2 separate regions of the Ovis aries genome follow, and region 1 is linked to region 2. A link is a contact called in public Hi-C data. All regions are on one chromosome and are shown on one strand. Each heading gives the region's core, a stretch centred on a gene start, on an enhancer-like site or on the middle of the called end of the contact. The rest is flanking DNA. Distances are from core to core; before and after follow the strand shown. Region 1 overlaps RCL1 (RNA terminal phosphate cyclase like 1). Region 2 has its middle 19 kb from the start of AK3.

Region 1 (5,624 bases), core at 1,387-3,886, 190 kb after region 2:
GTTTGAACTGTGGTGTTGGAGAAGACTCTTGAGGATCCCTTGGACTGCAAGGAGATCAACCCTGGGATTTCTTTGGAAGGAATGATGCTAAAGCTGAAGCTCCAGTACTTTGGACACCTCATGCAAAGAGTTGATTCATTGGAAAAGACTCTGATGCTGGGAGGGATTGAGGGCAGGAGGAGAAGGGGACAACCCAGGATGAGATGGCTGGATGGCATCACGGACTCGATGGACGTGAGTCTGAGTGAACTCCGGGAGATGGTGATGGACACAGAGGCCTGGCGTGCTGTGATTCATGGGGTCGCAAAGAGTCAGACACGACTGAGCGACTGAACTGAACTGAACTGAGGCCAGCTGAAATTCTTAGCTGAGGTGCCATGAAGCTACTGAAAATAGTGTGTTGAAATATCTGGCATTCTTCCCAGAAAAAGAATAAGATATCGTCTGACTGGCCCAGGTATCTGCACAGCAAATGGAAAAATATACTGAAATGGAGCCCAAAGACAAATCTTTCTAATATTGCAATGTTTGTACCAGGAAAGACTCCCATTTGATCAGTCTATTCATTTTTAGAGTGGAAGACACTCAAAGTGTGTTATAACTTCTAAATGAATGATAATCTACATCCCTCCCAAATTATATAATCATTCATTTGGACTGTCCTTTAATGTCTATCCCCAGCTTTTGTCTTAAAAGTGTTAATATTTTCTCTCCAGTGTCTTTTAGATTTTAGGCATAAACAATCCACTCTTGGGCATATTTATATTCTGCTCTATTCTTACTAAAAAATATGAATAAGGAAAGCCCAATACTCTTTACAATATTAATTTGTGTTTTACCAACCAATATTAATCATTGACTGTATGCTGGTACTAGGCTCAACCCAAGGCCACAATTATCTTTTACTTTAAGAGGCAGAATCAACATTCAAACCTGGGCCCAACTGACCTCAAAGCTTCTAGTTTATAATTTACCAAGATTTGTTATCTGTAAAACAAGTGATAGTGTTAAATTGGGATGAACTACATTCAGAATAAGAAATTGGCTTAAGAATGGATTCAGAACCAAATTTCCAATATTTTCTTCAAAGAATAGAAGTTCTCCCAGCCCTGAGATCAGCTGTACCTTCTTGGGTCCAGCCCTTAATGTCTCTGGAATTAACTTTATTAATCTATAAAATAAGATACTGGGCTACTTTAATATTTTATTACTCTTTTTAGGGACATTTATACTGAACTGAATATATGTTGAAACTGGCAAACATACTTCAGAGATCATAATGGTCATGAAGAATTTAAGATTTTTAAAACCCAGTGTATGTTTAAAAGACATTATTACAAGGTTCTTAGATACAGGAATCAAAAATGCATGCTATGTGACCCAGAGTGTTTCCTAAGAAGTTTATATGCATTATCTCATTTAACCCTCATGAAATAACTGAGTTAAATTACATTATTATGATCCCCATTTTTTAGTGATGGCAACTGACACCTGAAGATATTAAATAGCATACTGAAGGTCATACAGCTGGTAGGTTCCAGGACCAGTTCTCACTCCTAGCCTGCTGGATTCCAGAGCCCAAGTTCTTAATCTGTATTTTAGACTCTATTCCAAAGAATAATTTAGGTTAAAGTTTAATATCTTTTGCCTCCAAAGATAATTGTATTCAAATAGAGAGAGACTCTTAAAGATGCTTCTTTCACACAGTAATATGCATCTAAGTTTCCTTTGCATGTGCATTGTTTAAATTTTTTCTTGAAAAGTAAAAAAGGACATTCCCTTAGGTGGCTGTTGTCTCTGTAAGATGAGTACCCTCTGATTTTGCCCAAAGATAGAGAGGTGTCAGGCTAGAACTATTTGAGCCATTTGAGTTCTAGCCAGGCTAGAACTATTGAGAGGAGGCCAAGCCTCCTCTGAAAGGCGTTTACAAAGCTGTTGTCAGAAAAAAGCAAGCCAGAGGGAACATCAGGCCTGCTGGTAAATGAGATGGGGTGTGTAATCAAAGCTGGCTTTAGAAGACCTATTTTTAAAAGAGTTCATGGCTCACAAGAAGATTGAGTGAATGAGTAAAGCTAGTGTGACAGGAGTCTGGACAGAGGACCTTATGGAACTTTTAGACCCTCCAGAAAACCAGATGGTATTCCCTGAGTGGAATTTTTTATAGCACTTTTAAATTGTGATACATGGTGGCAGCTTCACCATAATATCTGGGGCTCTCTCACAAGGTCGCAGGTAGGGAGAAATTGTCCATGCTTTCCTCACTTGCTCCTTTTCAGGGGCAGCTGGGTTAGTCTAGGCAGAAAGAGGAAGGCATTTAGGTGTTTTCCATACCCTCTTCAGTCCTTTCCAGGAAACTGAAAGTGACTTCAGCTCTCTACGAAGCTGGAAACCTTTTTAATTTCTGGAATGAATTTCCAGTTCAGTGGCCTGCAACTGACTGCTTGGCCTGCCAACTCCCTGGCTCTCTTGTATTATCTTTTCTCTCCTCAGATTCTTCTTCAGCCCTCAGCCCTGTCTCCCTCCATATCCTTCTCTTGTCCCACAAACAGGGCTTGTGGGGCCAGGCTGTCTGCTTGTGCCTTTATCTTACCACTCATCCACAGAACCTCAGAAGAAATGAGAAGTATCAGTCAATCTTTAGAGGTGCCCTCTACTGGTTGTTGGCAATGCAACGTCAAAATTAACGTCTGGAAACAGAGTTTCTTCGTTTAATAAAAATTCAAGTTGAAGACACTAGTAGATGGGATAAAACACAGAGGAGAATGTTGCTGTGAATTATAAAAGCTTTTAGATGCTACTGAATTGTGTTTGATTTACTGGGGTGTGCAGTAGAGCAGTGGTTAACTGTGGGTGATTTTGCCCCCAGGGAACATTTTGCAGTGCCTGGAAACATTTTTGGTTGTCACAGCATAAGGTGGGAGTGTGCTACTTGCATGGGGTGGGTAGAAGCAAGGGTTGCACAAGAGAGCCCTCACCCACCCCGCCCCTACAGAGAATTATCTGACTCCAGTAGAGTGGGCCTAACTCAGATATGCCTGAGAATGCTCAAATTAGACTATTAGCATTTGGGGATTTGAAAAAATTTAAAGATTGCTTGAGCAGTTCCCAACCTTGGTTGCCCATAGGATCACTTAAGAAGCTTTAAAATACTGACATTTGGGTCCCATTCCTGGATATACTGATACAGTTTAATTTCTGGTTTGGGTGTGGTGTGGGCATCAGGATTTTTAATCTTTCCAGGTGGTTTTAATATTCAGCCAAAGTTGAGAACTGTTGATGTCATCCAAACCACCATTGTTTTGGATAAAACATCAGATCTTGGGAGATCAGATTTCAGTGTAACAAAGTGGCAGAGCTGGAACAATATCTTGAGGAAAAGATAATATGGCACTGGGGCTTCCCTGGTGGCTCAGATGGTAAGGAGTCCATCTGCAATGAGGGAGACCCGGGTTTGATCCTTGGGTCCAGAAGATTCCCTGGAGAAGGAAATGGCAACCCACTCCAGTATTCTTGCCTGGAGAATCCCATGGACAGAGGGGCTTGGCAGGCTACAGTCTGTAGCATTGCAACTGAGCTACTAAGCCCAGCTTGACTACACACCACACGGCAAAGCAAACGCTGTGATAATATCTTATCACTTTTTTGGGGGAAAACTCTAAATTTTTTTTTATGATCTATTCGTTCTTTAATAGTATCAATAATTTTTTCTAAAATGGCACTTTAAAAAAAATTCAGGCTCAGCAAAATGCAAATTGAAACCACGAGATGACACTGTGCACTTATTTTATAGTATAGCTAAAAATTAAACACATACACACAAATAACTAACAGTACTAAAGATGGTAAGAACACAGGACAAACAGAACTCTCATAAAAATGGGAATAAAAATGGTACAGCCACTTGGAAAGAGTTGCAGAGAGTTGGAAACAACTGAGCGACTTAATAACACCACCACCACCACCACTTTAGAAAACAGTTTGTCAGTTCCTTATAAGATGAAACAGTTCTACCATGTGAACTAGCATTCCCACTCTTAGGTATTTATTCAAGAGAAAGAAAACTTACATTCACACAATAACCTGTACATTAGCATTTGCAGCGTTTTAATTCATGATCACAGAAGTAGGAGCAACCCAAATGTTCTTGAACTGGTAAATGGATTAACAAACTGTGGAATGTCCATACAATGAAAATCAGCACTAAACGTGAACAAACTACTAATACAACAGTGTGCTTGAATCTCAAATAGATTATGGCAAGTGAAAGAAGTCAGATTCAAAAGACACATTCTGAATTATACTATTGCTAATAAATTATGGAAAAGCCAAAATTATAGGAAGAGAAAATGGGTTAATGGTTTGAGGGCCAGAGAGTAGGAAGAGGGGTTGAATGCAGGGGAGGCTCAAGAGGGAAGTTTGTGGGATGATGAAACTCTTCCATGTCTTGATTTTGATGGCAGTTACAAGAACGGTATAACAGAAAGGGTCAATTTTACTGTATGTAAATTTTTAAAGTGACTAAAACAATGCATAAAAGGTTGAGAAACAGAAATATAAGAAGAAACAAAAACAATAATTCACTCTTATCCCAAAATGGGGTGGCATTTGGCTAACTTATTTTCAGATCTCTCTCTCTTTGCATATGGGTGAGAAACAAAAGGATAGACAGCAATAAATGCATGTTATTCTGTGGAGTTTAACTATACATATATTTGTGTTATAAATAGTATTACTGTTTAATTTTACTTGAATTGTGCATAAAATCACACTATAAATTCTGCTTTAATTGAAAAAAAAAAAAACGAAAGCAATAGAAACGAAAGCAGAAGTCGCTCAGCCGTGTCTGACTTTTTGTGACCCCATGGACTGTAGCCCACCAGGCTCCTCTGTCTTTGGAATTCTCCAGGCAAGAATCCTGGAGTAGGTAGCTGTTCCCTTCTCCGGGGGATCTTACCAACCCAGGGATCAAACCCAGGTCTCCCACATTGCTGGAGGATTATCTGAGCCACCAAGGAAATCCAATAGAAACTAAGGAGTTGGTAAAATTTAGATAATGATTTTTTTCACTATAAGGAATATTTTCTAGAGTCCCTCTAGGGTTAAGAAAAAGAAATTATGAAGAAATTATTGAATTGATAGCTTCTAAAATAAAACATGCTTAAGTTTAGACAGTACAGATGTATTTGTTAGGGGAAGGAGGTAATATGAATGCTTACATTTGCTCCCACCTCCCTTTGCATTTACCTTCTGATTTTTGTTGCTCATGTGTTTAAAAAATTTACTTATTTTTAATTGGCAGATGATTGCTTTACAGTATTGTGTTGGTTTCTGCCATACATCAACATGAGTCAGCCATAGGTATACGTATGTCCCCTTCCTCTTGAACTTCCCTCCCGCTTCCCACCCTATCCCACCCCTCTAGGTTGTCACAGTTGCTCCTGTATTTTAACTTTGTTAAGAATTAAAACATTTGCATTCTGGCTTACAATTATAATTCCCCCTGTTGTTTAGTCTTCTCTGTTTGTTTTTTGTTTTCCTAAGAATTTAAAAAGTTAATTAAGTTAAAAATTCTGTTGCAGTATCATTAACTTACAATATTAGTTTCAGGTGTATGATTTCAGTTC
Region 2 (5,457 bases), core at 2,862-5,361:
CTGTTAAAACTGAAGCTGTGCTGTGCATCTCACAAGTTTCTTCCAGGAAAGGTCCCCAGTGATATACAGAACCCTGCGGTTGAGTAAGGAATTATTACAGGGCAGTTAGAGAATTCTAAACTGCTCAGAAAAGTTGATGCCCAGACTGAAGCCAAACTGAGGAATGGGAGAGTGGTACCAAGGAAACCAGGAGGAAAGTTGTAAAAAAAGCAACTGATGATGGGAACCTGAGATAAGGGAAACCTGTAATGCCTGAGGCTAGGAATCCCCACTCTGGATGAAGACTGCGGCCTCAGTCAAGTGTTGAAGTTCCAGAGATGCACAGAAGGAGGCAACATTCATGTATTATTCCTCCTGCTCCACCCTCCCACCCCCCCAGTATTGAAACTCCTAGTGATAAGACTTGTCACTTGTATTTCACTTTACAGTTTTGAAAGCACTTTCTCATTTGGTTCTTACAACTAGGTGATGATTAGGGGCTGCTCCTATTATCCCCCTTTTACAGCTAGAAAGCTGAGAGCGGCCAGTTTAACTATATTCAGTGTCAGACAATGAGGAGGCAGAGCTGGTCTTCCAACTTCTGACACAGTGCCCTTCCCACTCTCCTGCCTAGAATAAAACAGGATTGTCAAGTACAGCTGAGAAATGAACAAAGACCTAAAAGCTCTTGACAGAGGGAAAGAAGACCCATTCCAGTAGCCATTCTATGCAGAGAATTAACTTTGGAAACAGCACTGCTATTAGAGGAGGGTCAGAGGTCAAGTTGTGCTCACTCCCAGGTTTCAAATAAACAATTAAATTTAGCTTTGTTGGGTCATTCTGTGGTCAGGGCCGTGAGTTGAGCTTGGTCAAAGGGAAAGAAGGGTATAAGCTGAAGTGGGTTGGGCACCTGATACTTTTCTGACTCAGTGCCTCTCTTCCCATAGACATGAAGACACTCAGCATAACTCTTTGGTAGCTACAACTTGGGAAGCCTCTAAAATGATTACTTTTGGGAATTCCCTGGCAGTCCTGTGGTTAAGCCTCCATGCTTTCACTACCAAGTGCCTGGGTTCAGTTCCTGGTCCGGGAACTAAGATCAAATACACTGTGTGGCAAAAAAATAAATTTCACCCTAAAAAAAGAGAAAAGATTACTCCTGACAAAGGCTGAGAAAGCCTGGTATATTGTCAGAGATCCAGGATGCCTAGGCAGCCTCTACTTTTGAGGAACCTAATGTAGAGATACAAGAATCCCTGAAACTGTAAAAATTTGGTCAGAGAATGTTTTCCTATATCAGCGTATTAGTTCACAACTGTTACAGTAATGATCTGCAACAACAACACTCGTATCTTAGTGACACACAACCACAAACATTTATTTTCTTGCTCATAAGTCTACGGTTTGACTTGGCCCCTTGGGATTGAGGCTGCTCCTTGGTCTTCATCACTCCAGGCCCAGTGGCTAATAAGATCATGGCTGGTGAATAGCATAAGCTCAAAAGAACAAGCCAAACCTCACGAACACATTAAAGCCTCTCTTTGTGTCACAGTGTCACTACTCCTGCACTGGCCAGAGCAAGTCATGGATGCCAAACGGGGATGTACTTTATCCTAGTGCAAAGTCCTTTAGCAAAGGACATGGAAGTAAAATTCTAAAACACGGAGGGAGTGAAACACTGAGGGCAATGATCCAATGTTACTGCAGTTAGCAATCTGGCAATGAACATTATTATGAATAATATATAAAGATAATAAAATAATAGTTATCATCTACTGGGCTTCCCTGGTGGTTCAGACAGTAAAGAATCTGCTTCAATGCAGGAGACCCAGGTTCAATCCCTGGGTCGACAAGATCCTCTGGAGAAGAGAATGGCTACCCACTCCAATATTCTTGGCCAGAGAACTCCACGGACAAAGGAGCCTGGTGGGCTATAGTCTATAGGATCACAAAGAGTCAGACACGACTGAGCAACTAACACAACACGAAGTCTTATTAAGTGTTAGGCACTTTTGTTAAGTATTTTGTTAAGTATTAACTCATTCAATCCTCACAACAAACTCTATGAGGTAGATACTAATATGGTCTATATTTTACAGATGAAACAGCCAAGGCATAGTAGGATGAAGGAAGAATTAAGGTCACATAGTAAATGTCAGAGTAGGTAGTGACATTTATACTAGAAAAGAACATTGCCCATTACCTCTCTCCCTTCTGCGTCTCTCCTACTCTTCTCTGCCCCTCCCCAACCCTGTCCCTCACTTTGTGTGCCTTGTCTTGTGAAAGACAACCTAAAACTGGTTGTCTGATTCCTGATAACCTAGACCAGAACCCTTAAGGTCATCCTTGGACCCCCCACACTTGCTCCCTGCCCCTTGCTTCCTCCCAGTCTGCTCCCTCCTCTTCATCCTCTGCCCATTGCCTCCACTCAGAGCCCTACCACTTCTTTACCAAAGGATGCTCTGCTTTTCGTCCTGCACACTTAGTTTGCTGCCAGAGAGATTTTTCTAAAATACAGATCTGGCCAAGTCAATCTCCTATTTAAAAAGTTTCTTTTTTATTTTTATTTTTTTGAAAGTTTCTGCATTCCCTGGAGCTTTTAGCATAAAGTTAGCCTAGTATTCCACACCTTTTGTTTTCTGACACTCTGTCACACTGCAAACTAGCTTCCAAGATTAAAAGACACTTACTCCTTGGAAGAAAAGTTATGACCAATCTAAAAAGCAGATTAAAAAGCAGAGATATTTCTTTGCCAACAAAGGTCCGTCTAGTCAAAGCTATGGATTTTCCGGTAGTCATGTGTGGATGTGAGAGTTGGACTATAAAGAAAGCTGAGCACCGAAGAATTGATGCTTTTGAGCTGTGGTGTTGGAGAAGACTCAAGAGTCCCTTGGCCTGCAAGGAGATCCAACCAGTCCATCCTAAAAGAAATCAGTTCGGATTATTCATTAGAAGGACTGATGCTGAAGCTGAAACTCCAACATTTTGGCCACCTGATGCAAAGAACTGACTCACTGGAAAAGACCCTGATGCTGGGAAAGACTGAAGGCAGGAGGAGAAGGGGACAACAGAGGATGAGATGGTTGGATGGCATCACTGACTCAAAGGGCATGAGTTTGAGTAGATCCCAGGAGTTGGTGATGGACAGGGAGGCCTGGTGTGCTGCAGTCCATGGGGTCACAAAGAGTCGGACACGACTGAGCTGAACTCAACTGAACACTACCTGCAGGTCACATGAAATTTCGTGACCTCTTGCCTTTTCATATAGTGCACCCTTTGCCTGGATCCTCTGTTCCACTTCTTCACCTCATCTAGAGTCTTACCTTTGGGGAAGCCTTCTCCAATCTATTCCTTATTCTGATTAGACATCTTTTCTCTGTGTCTTCAGTAGACTCTGCCATAGGATGTGGCATTTACCGGGCTATATTTCAATATTATTCCACTGTCTACTTCTCTGTCATTAATTTTCCTCAAAATATGATTTGTGGGCCCCCCTGCTTCAGAATCACCTGGGAATTTTGTTGAAAATCAAGTTCCTGGGACCTGTCTCAGTCCCATCAACTCAAAATCTTTGCGGGATGGAGCCCAGAAGTGTGCATTTTACAAAGTTCCTGAGATGATTCCGACTTATACCAAGATTCTGACCGTCCTAGACAAAACAAAACTGCGGCCATGCTTTCTCGTACTTCTAACATCTAGCATAGTGCTTGACACAAAGCAGGCACACAATGAATGTGTTCCCAATGAATGAGTTAAGTGAGCTGCAGTAGTCAAGGCAACACAAATGTAAAGCGAGTATTCAGCGACTGCAATACCAGATTCCAACAGATGGCGCTGTGTCAACATCTGTGTTTTAATCCAATGGGGAGGAGGAAGACGGGAAATTTTGTTTTACAGGAATTCAAGACTAGACTGCTGCGTAATTGAATTTATGTTTTCCTACCCAGTTTGTCTACCATTGTCCCACTTGAATGATTAAATTGATTTCTGAAGGCATGAAAACTTAGACAAGAAAAACAAGTGGAAAAAGTCTGGTCGCAGAAAGAGCTGAGCAGGTAATGAAAGAGAAGGGAAGGGTATGCTAATTACCCCTATTTCCATCTTGTTGATGGAAAGCTGCTCCCAGCCCGCACCAAGTGTTATGAAATTACCCAGAAAGTTCAAAAGAATAAGCCATTTCTCCAAGAGGGTGGAGTCATGCTGTAATTCTGTTAGTCATCCACGTTTCCTTTACAGACTGTCAAATGACTACATGACTAACCTTTTAAAATCCTTTCCCTAGTAGTACAAAGTCTGAAAGCCTGAGTATTCCTCCTGGGCTGAATACTTTATTCTTCTGAGGTGCTGGAAGCGAGCCTCACAGTCTAGAAGCCAGGGCCCCATAGACCACTCTTCCTCCCGCTTCCAGCCTGCCCTCTCGACCCCCAGGGGCATCCGTGTGCAAATAACTGATAGGGCTGGCATAGGGCACTGGGAAGACTATCAGCAGGGCCAGAACGAGAAGTTGAGCTGTTTTCCTCCCAGCACAGAGCTTTCTGCCAGAGGCCCTCTGCGGAGGAAGGGGTGGAGGAGGGGCTTCTATCCCCTGCACGTAGAGGGGAGCAGTAGACACAAAGATAGGCACAAAGGAGAAGCAAAACCCCTGCTCTCTGCACAGCCTCCCAGCCTTACTGGGAAGGCGCAATCGAGAGGCATCACACAAATTTCGACCTGGTAGAAAATAACTTGCAAGTTCTGAATGACTCAGTATAAACTAGATGGAAGTGTTTAAAAGAAATGAGAGACAATACAGTTTCCCTTTTGCTTTCTTTTTACTCCTTGAACTGTCAAGTTCAAAAGTCACTAAACGTCATTTGTGGGGGGCTAGGAAGTTGGGACTTCCTGGATGGCTTCTGGTCACAGCAGTGGGCAAGAGCATTCTCCCAGATCCCCCACATGGGTCTGGTTGTCCTCAGGATGAGGGGTAGATGAGGACAGTTGCGGGGAGGTTGAGAGTACCAAGCAGGAGAGTGCCTGGTGGCAGATGTCCCTGTCTTTGTCCAGTGTCCCCTCCCCCAACCCAGGAGCAGGGGCATATCTGGGCCCAAGGGAGCTGTCCCCTGGAAGCAGGAGGGCCAAGTCTGCTGCAGCTGCAGGTAGCACCCAGTGTCTCTGACCAAATTGAGCATTGGGCCTCAGAGAACAAATGTGCTTTTAGAGAATCTGAGCAGCTTGAGGGGTAAAAGCAGAAGCACTACCAGTAATCTTTCTAGGAAGTCGAGGGCCTTGCCCAGGTGGCTGAGGTGAGAGTAACCAGCTGGGGGTGGGTTCTAGGGGCCACATAACGCCACACGTGTTACAGCAAGGGAGGCAGATCTGGCTCATGTGGTCTGGGAAGGGCAGCCTGGAGGAGAGCAGCAGGCCAGCCAGCCAGAGGCCCTATCCCTTTGGGGAACGCCCTGGCCAACAGGAGTGAACTGAGCAGCGGGCCAGGACTCA

What was found. A called contact is a pair of places that touch in the nucleus more often than the background predicts.
Region 1: a contact with region 2 is called in a Hi-C map of liver, with 4 times the contacts expected there. The contact joins two enhancer-like sites. A contact is called at or near these places in 2 of 16 Hi-C or Micro-C datasets (liver and tail adipose tissue).

What each region holds. Positions count from the first base shown.
Region 1 is chr2:73,257,720-73,263,343 of ARS-UI_Ramb_v3.0, forward strand. The region is part of intron 8 of RCL1 (RNA terminal phosphate cyclase like 1); the gene reads left to right. Among named protein-coding and RNA genes, the nearest start is that of JAK2, 69 kb to the right of the region's middle. Within about 2 kb of position 2,637, at least 5 of the 54 cell types and tissues checked have an H3K27ac peak or open chromatin away from gene starts, as enhancers often do. A contact at or near this core is called in liver, where this site is marked.
Region 2 is chr2:73,068,465-73,073,921 of ARS-UI_Ramb_v3.0, forward strand. No RefSeq gene overlaps it. Among named protein-coding and RNA genes, the nearest start is that of AK3, 19 kb to the left of the region's middle. Within about 2 kb of position 4,112, at least 22 of the 54 cell types and tissues checked have an H3K27ac peak or open chromatin away from gene starts, as enhancers often do. A contact at or near this core is called in liver, where this site is marked.